Linked DNA regions of Mus musculus: region 1 is linked to region 2. The links are chromatin contacts, called in public Hi-C maps. All regions are on one chromosome and are shown on one strand. Each heading gives the region's core, a stretch centred on a gene start, on an enhancer-like site or on the middle of the called end of the contact. The rest is flanking DNA. Distances are from core to core; before and after follow the strand shown. Region 1 holds the start of Psme3ip1 (proteasome activator subunit 3 interacting protein 1). Region 2 holds the start of Mt1 (metallothionein 1).

Region 1 (4,802 bases), core at 1,514-4,013, 420 kb after region 2:
CATATCAAAGACATCACATACAAAAGTAACTAAATGATAACTGTTAAACCAAAAAGATGGTGGAAACTTTGGATAAAATCTAGAAGGTGACAACCAGAAATTAAGCCCATGACTCAAGTAGATGCTTTCATCCTGAGGACTTCTCTGACCTGAACAATTCACTCTAGCAGTACTATGGAGAGGCAACAGAAGAATCAAGGGCAGCCCACAGGGTGTGCTCATAACCCTTCCCTCCCTATTGGAAACCGGGACCCAAGAATTACACGTTGAAAGGGAAGGGAGATAAGAATGAAAACTTTGGGAATAATGGACAAGAAAAACATCTATGGGAATTAAATACACGGATTACACAACAAATATACTTACGATATTTAAAATAAAAACCAAGCCTTGAAATTAACAGCAAAAATATGAAACTTCTTTTTAAAGTGATAAAAGTAAACAAAAACTTCAGGAGCTAAACCTACAGTGTTTAAGAGGGGACGTGGTGGCACACACCTTTATTCCCAGCACTGGAAAGGCAGAGGCAGTCAGATCTCTGTGAGTTCCAGGATAGCCTGGTTTATATAGCCAGTTTTAGGAGACCCAGGGCTAACTAGGGAGATTATGTCTCAAAAGACAAACACACCCCCCCCCCAAAGATTACAGTTTAATAACAGAGTTGGATCAGAAGAGAATTAATGAAGAAACTGCCCAGCCTGGAAATCTTGAGTTCTAGGCCACCTTGGGTAGCATAACAAGACCCTGCCAAAAAAAAAAAAAATAAAAAAAATAAAAAAAGCAAACAAAAACAGCTACTGGATACAAGAGTGAAAATGTGTGTGGAAGACAGTCGAACGCATCAATATATATGTGACTAGAACTTTACAGGATAAATCATTATTTCAATGTCAAAAAGGCTAATTCATATTGCCAAATATAGCATACACCTGTAATTTCAACACCTGAGAGAAAAAAAGGAAACAAAACAGGAGCTTAAGGTTATTTTTCCATACACATCAAACCCAAGGCCAGACTGTCTACAAGAGACTGTCTGAAAACAACCAAAAAAAAAAAAAAGATCAAATACCAAGATAATTGGAAAAAAAAAGCAACTCATGGTTTGAAGCATCATAATTGAAACTGCAAAACAAAGGTGAAAACACTTAGAAGCACTTCTAGAGGGAAACTGATCACATTCAAGAAGGAAGACGTGTCAATAAGGTGAACACACTAAAACTGATTAATCCTGCTTCCCTAAAAGCATATTACACTATATCCAAGCTTACAGTTGAATCACACTGTTCAATTATTTCACTGTCAATTTCTGAAGCTGAAGATTGCCTTTAAGCAAACGTACGGTGACAACGAAGGATGAAACCAGGTAAATGCTCCCCACATAATTCTTCCTTTTTTAAGACTTCAACTTCAGAGATAATTGGGCCATCCGACTTTCAGACCCTTACATATTATTCATAGCTCATCTTAGGCTCCAACTGAAACACAGGAGCTGCCTTTATTTCAACTCAGCTCCTTCTGTCATAGAAAGTTCTACAGATTCCTTTCAAATATCTCAGAAGCAGTACCCGCCAAACCATTTTGCTTGGTAGTTTATACTCTGCTTTGTTTTCTGGCAGTCTTGCTAAGGAAGCCAGGCCTGTCTCCAACTGACAGTCCCCCACACCCACACACAGCCTCGTGGTCCTAGGATTACAGGTACAAGCCACTACACGGAGCTCCTCCAAACCATTTTTATGATGTCTCTGGGGACACTTCAATAAATCAATTCACTTAACCAACGAAACTTGCTACACAGGTTGACAAGTCGCTGCAAATCCTACAGAGGTTCATATTAGACTTTGTGGGGTCCACTCTAGACTTAAACAATCAGACTGACCCAAGGGTGCAGCACAGGGTTTGCATTTTAAAACCAAGGGCCACAGACCTTGTGTTCCCCCAAGAAGCCATTTCCATGACCAATAGTTCTCCCTTTCCCTCTGCGTGGACTGGCATTCCAAGGGCACCAACTCTCAAAGAAGACATTTCAACGACCGGTTGTGTTCTAATAAAATAAGCACACAGCCTTGTTTCCTACTAGAAGAGAATGAGCGAGGCGCTGCAACGGGGAAATTTATTATGTACCCATCCTGCAACTACACACTTCGGGATTCAACGATGCTCAAGTCGGCATTCCACGTTTTCTAAGGAGCGAGGAGCTGCTCCGAATGGAACCGAGGCAGCAGCTCACTTTAGGCCTGATGGCTCCAGCTAACCGCAAAGTGCTGAAAGAAGACAAGGGGCCCGGCAGCTCGGGCGCGTAAGAAAGAGTCGGAACCTCCCACCACGACCGCCACGCCGTCCCGCAGACTCCCGCGGCTCCGCTCCGGAGTGGGCACCGCAAACTCCCAAGCCGGGCGACTCAGGACACCGCACTAGAAAGGACCGCGGGCTGGAGACAAACCTGGGCTCTAATCCTAACTCTGGCTTGGAGTTCACCCTCTCCACGGCCGAGAAGCCTGGTTTCGCCTCCCGGCGCGGACCCAGGCCGCACTCACCTACGAGAGCGCGGGAGGCGAGCCGCCCTCACCTCCGCGGCGCCTACCGTAAACCGTCGCCGCCAAGGCCACTCTCGCTCTTAAAAAACTAGAAAAGAAACCAAGAAAAGAACGACGGCTTAAAGGAAGAAAACACACTTCGCTATTGTATTCCTTTTGACCCTTCGGGGCTTCCTGTTCCTTACAGCCACAACACATTTCCACCCCGCTTCCGGCGGCATAGTCCAATCAACAGCTCTCTCCCTCCCCGAGCGCCTCGTGGAAATCCGGTGCTCCAAGACCGTATGGAGCGATCTGATTGGGTCGTTCGCCCTTCGGCAAGGGGATTAGCTGGTTCATTCCAGGCTGGCGGGCCGACCCGCGAGATCACGTGACACAAATCTTGACTGATGATTGGCTGTCTGAGAGAGAGGGCTTGCCACTGAGGAAGGGGCGTTTCCTAGGGGACTGAGGGAGGGCCCGGGCGGTGTGAAGCGGGGGTGGGCCCCTGCGCGTAATGGCAGTGCCGTGTCCCCGCGTCCATCTTTACCGCTCTCTTGGACCTGTCACAAAGGAGTCGCGCCGCTGTCGCTGTCCCCTCCCTCCGGTGGGCCCAGGAGCTAGTGCAAGTCAGTGCCACAGCCCGACCGCGCTGCTCTGGGAAGCCCCTTGGGGACGTGGCCGGGGAGGGAGCTTGAGGGCTAGCGACGCCTGTGAAGGAAGGGGACAGCCGCTGAAGCCTGGGTCGGAGAGACTGGACTGGGGCCGTGGCCGTCTCCGGGCAGGGGTCTTGGAGAGGGTGGCGTTGGTCAGAGCCTGGGAAGCAGCCGGCACACTCTCCTCCGAGGCCCGCGCTGGAGGCGCCTGAAAGCGGTTCCTGGAAGAGGGTGTTCCCCTTTAGGGGATCTTGACTGAAGGAGGTCCTGGGGTCACCCTCCCGAGGAGACTGGCTAAGGTGAGAAGCAGGTACCTCCTGGGGAGGCTCCGGACGCGGAGAGACCCTCGTTCGGGCTCCTCGGAACCGAAGGGGCCGAGGGGCGCACGTCGTGGGCAGGGATTCCTTCTGGGGAGTTTTGCGTTGCAGTGGGAAGCCGACTTCCCCTGGGATGGTCTGGTGTTGCCTTGGGGTGGAGAGTTCGACGTGAAGCGAGGCTGGGGAGAGTTCTTCGCCTTAGAGAGAGGCTGGAGGCGGGAGCCAGACCTAGCGGATTCTCCTACTCTCCAGGCCTGAGCTAAATATTAAGTAAAAAACCCTTGGGGAGGGCAGTCCTTTCCGTTGGAAAGCCCTAGATCGGGATGGTAAGCGGAAACGGGGATAGTCGGGGTTCTTCCCTCACTCTGGAGTCTGACTAGGTGTCCCAGAGTAAGGATTCTGCTGCCTCTGGCCTTCGCGCCAGAGTGGGACAGGGGAGTCATCCCACCAGCAGCACCCCCAAGCGAGCCTCCAAATTTGGCATTACTTCCTGCCGGGCCCGCTGTCTGCCTCACTTTCCCTGTTCTTACAGAGGGAGACCTAGTTAGAGCTACTGGGCTGAAACTCTTGAGATTCTGTCTTGCGCAGATGTCCGAGTAAGGTTTCGTCCCCTGGAGTGATGTACTTTGAACTTTTTTAAAGTTGGCAGTGTCTGTTACCGTCTGAGTAGAGTCGTGCAGTCTCCCAGGCTCCTCACTTAACCCATCTGCTTGTCCTTCCTTAGTTGAAGTGACTTGACATCTTAGAGTTTCTTCTGTAAAATAATCAACGCTGTGTGTGTGGAAGTAAGGTAGTGTAATGTATTGTTGTTGAGGAACAATGTGTTTTCTAATCTGGAAAATTGTTGATGTAAGAGACTAGCATAAATACTGGTCTTGATTACCTATAGAGCTCTGAGAACCATGTATCACTGAGTGAAATGTTAGTCTAAACCCTGCCTGCTTCCTAGACATGAAGAGGTTTCCAGCTTTTGTTTAGAGAGTTTTAATTTACTTTCCACTTCTAATAGTGCTGGGAGGAATTAGCATTTCCTTTGAGTAGTTTTTCTTTTAAGTAGTTTGTTCTAAATATTGTAGGCTCACTTTTTCTTGTATCTGTTCTTTGGCCTTTGAATGGCTACAGGTAGTGAAGACTAGGCAGCATCCCTCACCACTTGTAATTTGTAAATGAGCCTGTAGTTTTGTTTTGTTTTTCTTTCCATGAATTCTGCCTTGTGGTACCTCCAGAGTAATAGCTTACAAGGCACTTTTCAGTTTTCATTTTATGTAGAGTCTGCATTTCTTGAGACGATAACTTGCTGTGTAGACCCCTGTCAT
Region 2 (4,761 bases), core at 794-3,293:
TATTATGCAAGAGGTCTAAAGGCCCAAGAATCTGTTACAGATCTCAGTTTTGGCAATAGACAATAAAACATAACAAACTGATAAAACAAGCAAAAACACCAACTATATGTGGTCCAGCAGAAACATCTCCGTATGCATCCAGAAAACAAGGAAGAGGCAGAATAAAGGACTTGGGCATCTTTGTGCCAGAGCACACCTCAGCCTGACTTGTACCCTAGGAGCCAGCAGTCCCTGCCTTTGCAGAATCACTGATGTCTCTGACGTGAGATCTCTGCTTAGGAGTTGCCCTTGAGTGCTTGGAATTTGTCTCTAGCCCAGGCTGAAATCCTCTGCTCTTTCCAAGCCCAGTCCTTAGCTACTTAAAACCAGTAAATTCATGAGATCTGGAGAGAACTGACCAACATTAGTCAAGCAAGAATTCTGGTTTTTTTGTTTGTTTGTTTGGTTTTGGTTTTTGGTTTTTCGAGACAGGGTTTCTCTATATAGCCCTAGCTGTCCTGGAACTCACTTTGTTGACCAGGCTGGCCTCGAACTCAGAAATCCGCCTGCCTCTGCCTCCTGAGTGCTGGGATCAAAGGCGTGCGCCACCAACACCCGGCTTGTTTTTTTTTTTTTTTTTTAATCTTTAATCACTTCCTTATTAACTTTTGAAATAGGATCTCATTTGTGTGGCCCTGGCTGGCCTTGAATTTTGCAGAGATCATCTGCCTCTGACTTCTAAGAGCTGAGATTAAAGAGCTACCCTAAGGCAAGAATTTAACTGTATAGATAAAGACTCAGTTCCAAATGAAGGTTTTTTTTTGGATCTTCCCACGCAGAGGGTATTGCTGTGTTGTCTCCTCCAAGAGGAAATATCCGGAGGAAGGAGAAACGCCCTGGGTAATATTATACTACCAAACCAGTGGGTTGATAATAGAAAGACACTTGTATCTAAACCACCATGAAGGAGGAGGAAGAGGAGGAGGGGGGAGGAGGAGAAAAAGGAAGAAGAGAGGAGAAAGAAGGGGAGAAGAACGGAGAAGAGGAGGAAGAAGAGGAGGAAGAGGGAGAGGGGGAAGAGGAGGGGGAAGTGTGTGTGTGGGGGGGGGGAGTGTCATAGCCCAGCACCTGGTGCCTTCTCTGCCTACAGATGAACTTTGTACAGAATCACAGCAAGAGAACGTGGGACAAATACAGGAGCGTTAGTGCCAGGCAGTGCTGGTTCACAGCCGTTGTACTACTGACTGGATATATGGCCTGGGCAAGTCACTGAACCTCTGAATCCTCTGTCCTTGTGTGTAAATAGAATTTGCATCTCTCTATAGGTATTAAATGAGAAATTGGTTTAACTCCTGGTTCTGGCATAATAGACATATTGCTGGTGGTGGTTCTACCACAGTTAAGCAAAAACCTGCCCAAAGTCGTATAGCTCAGAAGTGATGGTATGCATGAGCCAACAGTGTAGCTGTTCTCTTGCCCAGGACACAAGGCCTGCCTGACAGCAGACTCTAATGTTACTCAAAATCAGAAGCATTAAAAAAAAAAGAAAGAAAGAAATAGCTGACTTTATTTTTTTTATCTAATGCAGTCCCCACCTAAAATGATCTCTCTGGAGGGAGGGTACCTTGGTTTTTAAAACCAGCCTGGAGTAGAGCAGATGGGTTAAGGTGAGTGACCCCTCAGCCCTGGACATTCTTAGATGAGCCCCCTCAGGAGTAGAGAATAATGTTGAGATGAGTTCTGTTGGCTAAAATAATCAAGGCTAGTCTTTATAAAACTGTCTCCTCTTCTCCTAGCTTCGATCCAGAGAGAGACCTGGGCGGAGCTGGTCGCTGCTCAGGAACTCCAGGAAAGGAGAAGCTGAGGTTACCACGCTGCGAATGGGTTTACGGAGATAGCTGGCTTTCCGGGGTGAGTTCTCGTAAACTCCAGAGCAGCGATAGGCCGTAATATCGGGGAAAGCACTATAGGGACATGATGTTCCACACGTCACATGGGTCGTCCTATCCGAGCCAGTCGTGCCAAAGGGGCGGTCCCGCTGTGCACACTGGCGCTCCAGGGAGCTCTGCACTCCGCCCGAAAAGTGCGCTCGGCTCTGCCAAGGACGCGGGGCGCGTGACTATGCGTGGGCTGGAGCAACCGCCTGCTGGGTGCAAACCCTTTGCGCCCGGACTCGTCCAACGACTATAAAGAGGGCAGGCTGTCCTCTAAGCGTCACCACGACTTCAACGTCCTGAGTACCTTCTCCTCACTTACTCCGTAGCTCCAGCTTCACCAGATCTCGGAATGGACCCCAACTGCTCCTGCTCCACCGGTAAGACTCCCGATCCTTGGTCTTTAGAATACCAAGTTGGGACCGCAGAGCGGAATCCCCGAGTTGTAGAGGCTTGGCGGGAATAGGCACCTTTAGTTGGCGATTCATTCCGGTTCTTTCTAGAATCCGCTCTTGCAAAAGCCTTCATTAGTTACGAGTATTGTCGAACGGGTCCTTTGGCGGGGTTGGGGCTAGGATTTAGACGCGCAAATGTCCGGTTCCTGATCACCCAGTTAGTGGGGACATCTGGGTTGAGTCCCAGGCATTACTAAACTTACTGTGAATTGCTTGAATTAAGAAAGAGGTGAAGGACCTTTATGTCTTGGGACTCAAAGACATAATCCCTGACTTAACCTGTGAGGAGAAAAGTGGGGCTAGGCTCCCTGCAGCTCCGAGGAGGACTTAGTGAACTGAGCCGGGACTCGTGGTGTTGGCCACTGCTGTAATGCTGCCTCCCTCATGCTGTCTTCTTTCTCCTCCCCAGGCGGCTCCTGCACTTGCACCAGCTCCTGCGCCTGCAAGAACTGCAAGTGCACCTCCTGCAAGAAGAGTGAGTTGGGACACCTTGGGTGGCGGCTAAGGCTAGGGGCGGGGAACTCCTACAAAACTGGCTCTGAGAAATGTCCTTTGCTTCCCGGAGGCCATTGTATTGTCTCGGGGACAGAACTATACAGAGAACTATTTAAAAAAACCGAGGTCTTCTCTGTTGGGGACAGGAAGCAGAGGTCTTCAGCCAGGCTGACCTCTTCCTCCTCCTTTCTAGGCTGCTGCTCCTGCTGTCCCGTGGGCTGCTCCAAATGTGCCCAGGGCTGTGTCTGCAAAGGCGCCGCGGACAAGTGCACGTGCTGTGCCTGATGTGACGAACAGCGCTGCCACCACGTGTAAATAGTATCGGACCAACCCAGCGTCTTCCTATACAGTTCCACCCTGTTTACTAAACCCCCGTTTTCTACCGAGTACGTGAATAATAAAAGCCTGTTTGAGTCTAACTCTGGTTTTCTTGGTGTGGTTTGGCAATAAGAAACTGGGGTGACTTGATAGTCTGGGGATCTGGTTTTGGACCCCCTCGTGCCTTTACCTCCCGCCTCTGGCCCTCACAGAGGGGTAATGTCTTTGGGTAAAGCCAAGCTATCCCATAAGCTTCCTCATGGAAAACAGCTGTGTGCCTGGTCAGGTCTTGTGTTAGGGGAAGGGAGGGAGGGAGGGTGGTCCTGGAAGACTTGATGTCCCATCCTGGAAGCACAGAAAATCTTATCATTTATATTCTCTTTGGATTCTGGTTTCCTCTCACATTGTTGGGTATAAGGAGGTGGGTATGAAAATTAACATAGGGTGTCTCGTATGCTAGGCAGGGACTAACACTGAACTAGATTCCAGAGGGGCTTTCTTGGCTGTTTTGACACAAGTTGCTTACCTTGTCCTAGAACTCATTCTGCAGTCCAGTCTGACCTTGAGTTTTTGATTCTCCTGCCTCAGCTTCCCAAGTACCTGGGATTACAGGAGTGACTGTGTCACCAGGCCATCTCCTATTCAGCCACCAAATGCAGACACTATTGCATATGCCATCAAGATTTTGCTGAAAGGACCCTGATAAAGCTGTCTCCTGTGAGGCTTTGCCAGTGCCCAGCAAACACAGAAGTGGATGCTCACAGTCAGCTATTGGATGGAACACAGGGCCCCCAATGGAGGAGCTAGAGAAAGTACCCAAGGAGCTAAAGGGATCTGCAACCCTATAGGTGGAACAGCAATCTGAACTAACCAGTACCCCCTGAACTCGTGTATCTAGCTTCGTATGTAGCAGAAGATGGCCTAGTTGGCCATCACTGGGAAGAGAGGACCCTTGGTCTAGCAAACTATATGCCCCAGTTCAGGGGAAAGCCAGGGCCAAGAAGTGGGAGTGAGTGGGTAGGGGAGCGGGGTGGGGGTAGGGGTGGGGTATAGGGGACTTTTGGGATAGCATTTGAAATATAAACGAAGAAAATATCCAAAAAAAAAAAGATGGAAAAAAAAGTGATAAAGAGCGTGGGTCCTGCCTGTAATCAAGATATTTGAGATGTAGCAGCAGGAAGGCCAGGAATTCAAGGCTAGGTATTAAGTTTTTTTTTTTTTTTTAAAGATTTATTTATTTATTATATGTAAGTACACTGTAGCTGTCTTCAGACACTCCAGAAGAGGGAGTCAGATCTTGTTACGGATGGTTGTGAGCCACCATGTGGTTGCTGGGATTTGAACTCCTGACCTTCGGAAGAGCAGTCGGGTGCTCTTACCCACTGAGCCATCTCACCAGCCCCAGGTATTAAGTTTTAGAGGGTAGCCTGGGCTACATGTGACCTTATGTCAAAAATAAGTGTCGCCGGGCGTGGTGGCACACTCCTTTAATCCCAGCACTTAGGAAGCAGAGGCAGGCAGATTTCTTGAGTTCGAGGCCAGCCAAGACTACACAGAGGAAACCCTGTCTCGGAAAAAAA

Evidence for each region. Hi-C and Micro-C count contacts between places; a contact is called where the count stands out from the background.
Region 1: a contact with region 2 is called in a Hi-C map of pro-B cells, with 2.3 times the contacts expected there. The contact joins the promoter of Psme3ip1 here to the promoter of Mt1 in region 2. A contact is called at or near these places in 1 of 39 promoter capture datasets (liver), 3 of 484 Hi-C or Micro-C datasets (the G1E-ER4 cell line, embryonic stem cells and pro-B cells), 5 of 115 datasets of contacts at active chromatin or transcription factors (bone marrow-derived macrophages, embryonic stem cells, large pre-B cells and 2 more) and 1 of 9 other capture datasets (liver).

Annotation. Positions count from the first base shown.
Region 1 is chr8:94,598,963-94,603,764 of GRCm38.p6, forward strand. Psme3ip1 (proteasome activator subunit 3 interacting protein 1) reads right to left here and starts at 2,764. Exons shown (of 8, transcript NM_028221.4): 1 at 2,535-2,764. Rspry1 (ring finger and SPRY domain containing 1) reads left to right here and starts at 2,979. Exons shown (of 15, transcript NM_026274.4): 1 at 2,979-3,468. LOC115486880 reads right to left here and starts at 3,929. Exons shown (of 2, transcript XM_030243886.1): 1 at 3,851-3,929; 2 at 2,654-3,683. The coding sequence starts at 3,929. The coding sequence ends at 2,974.
Region 2 is chr8:94,177,046-94,181,806 of GRCm38.p6, forward strand. It overlaps Mt1 (metallothionein 1), which reads left to right and starts at 2,044. Exons shown (of 3, transcript NM_013602.3): 1 at 2,044-2,293; 2 at 2,778-2,843; 3 at 3,057-3,282. The coding sequence starts at 2,266. The coding sequence ends at 3,148.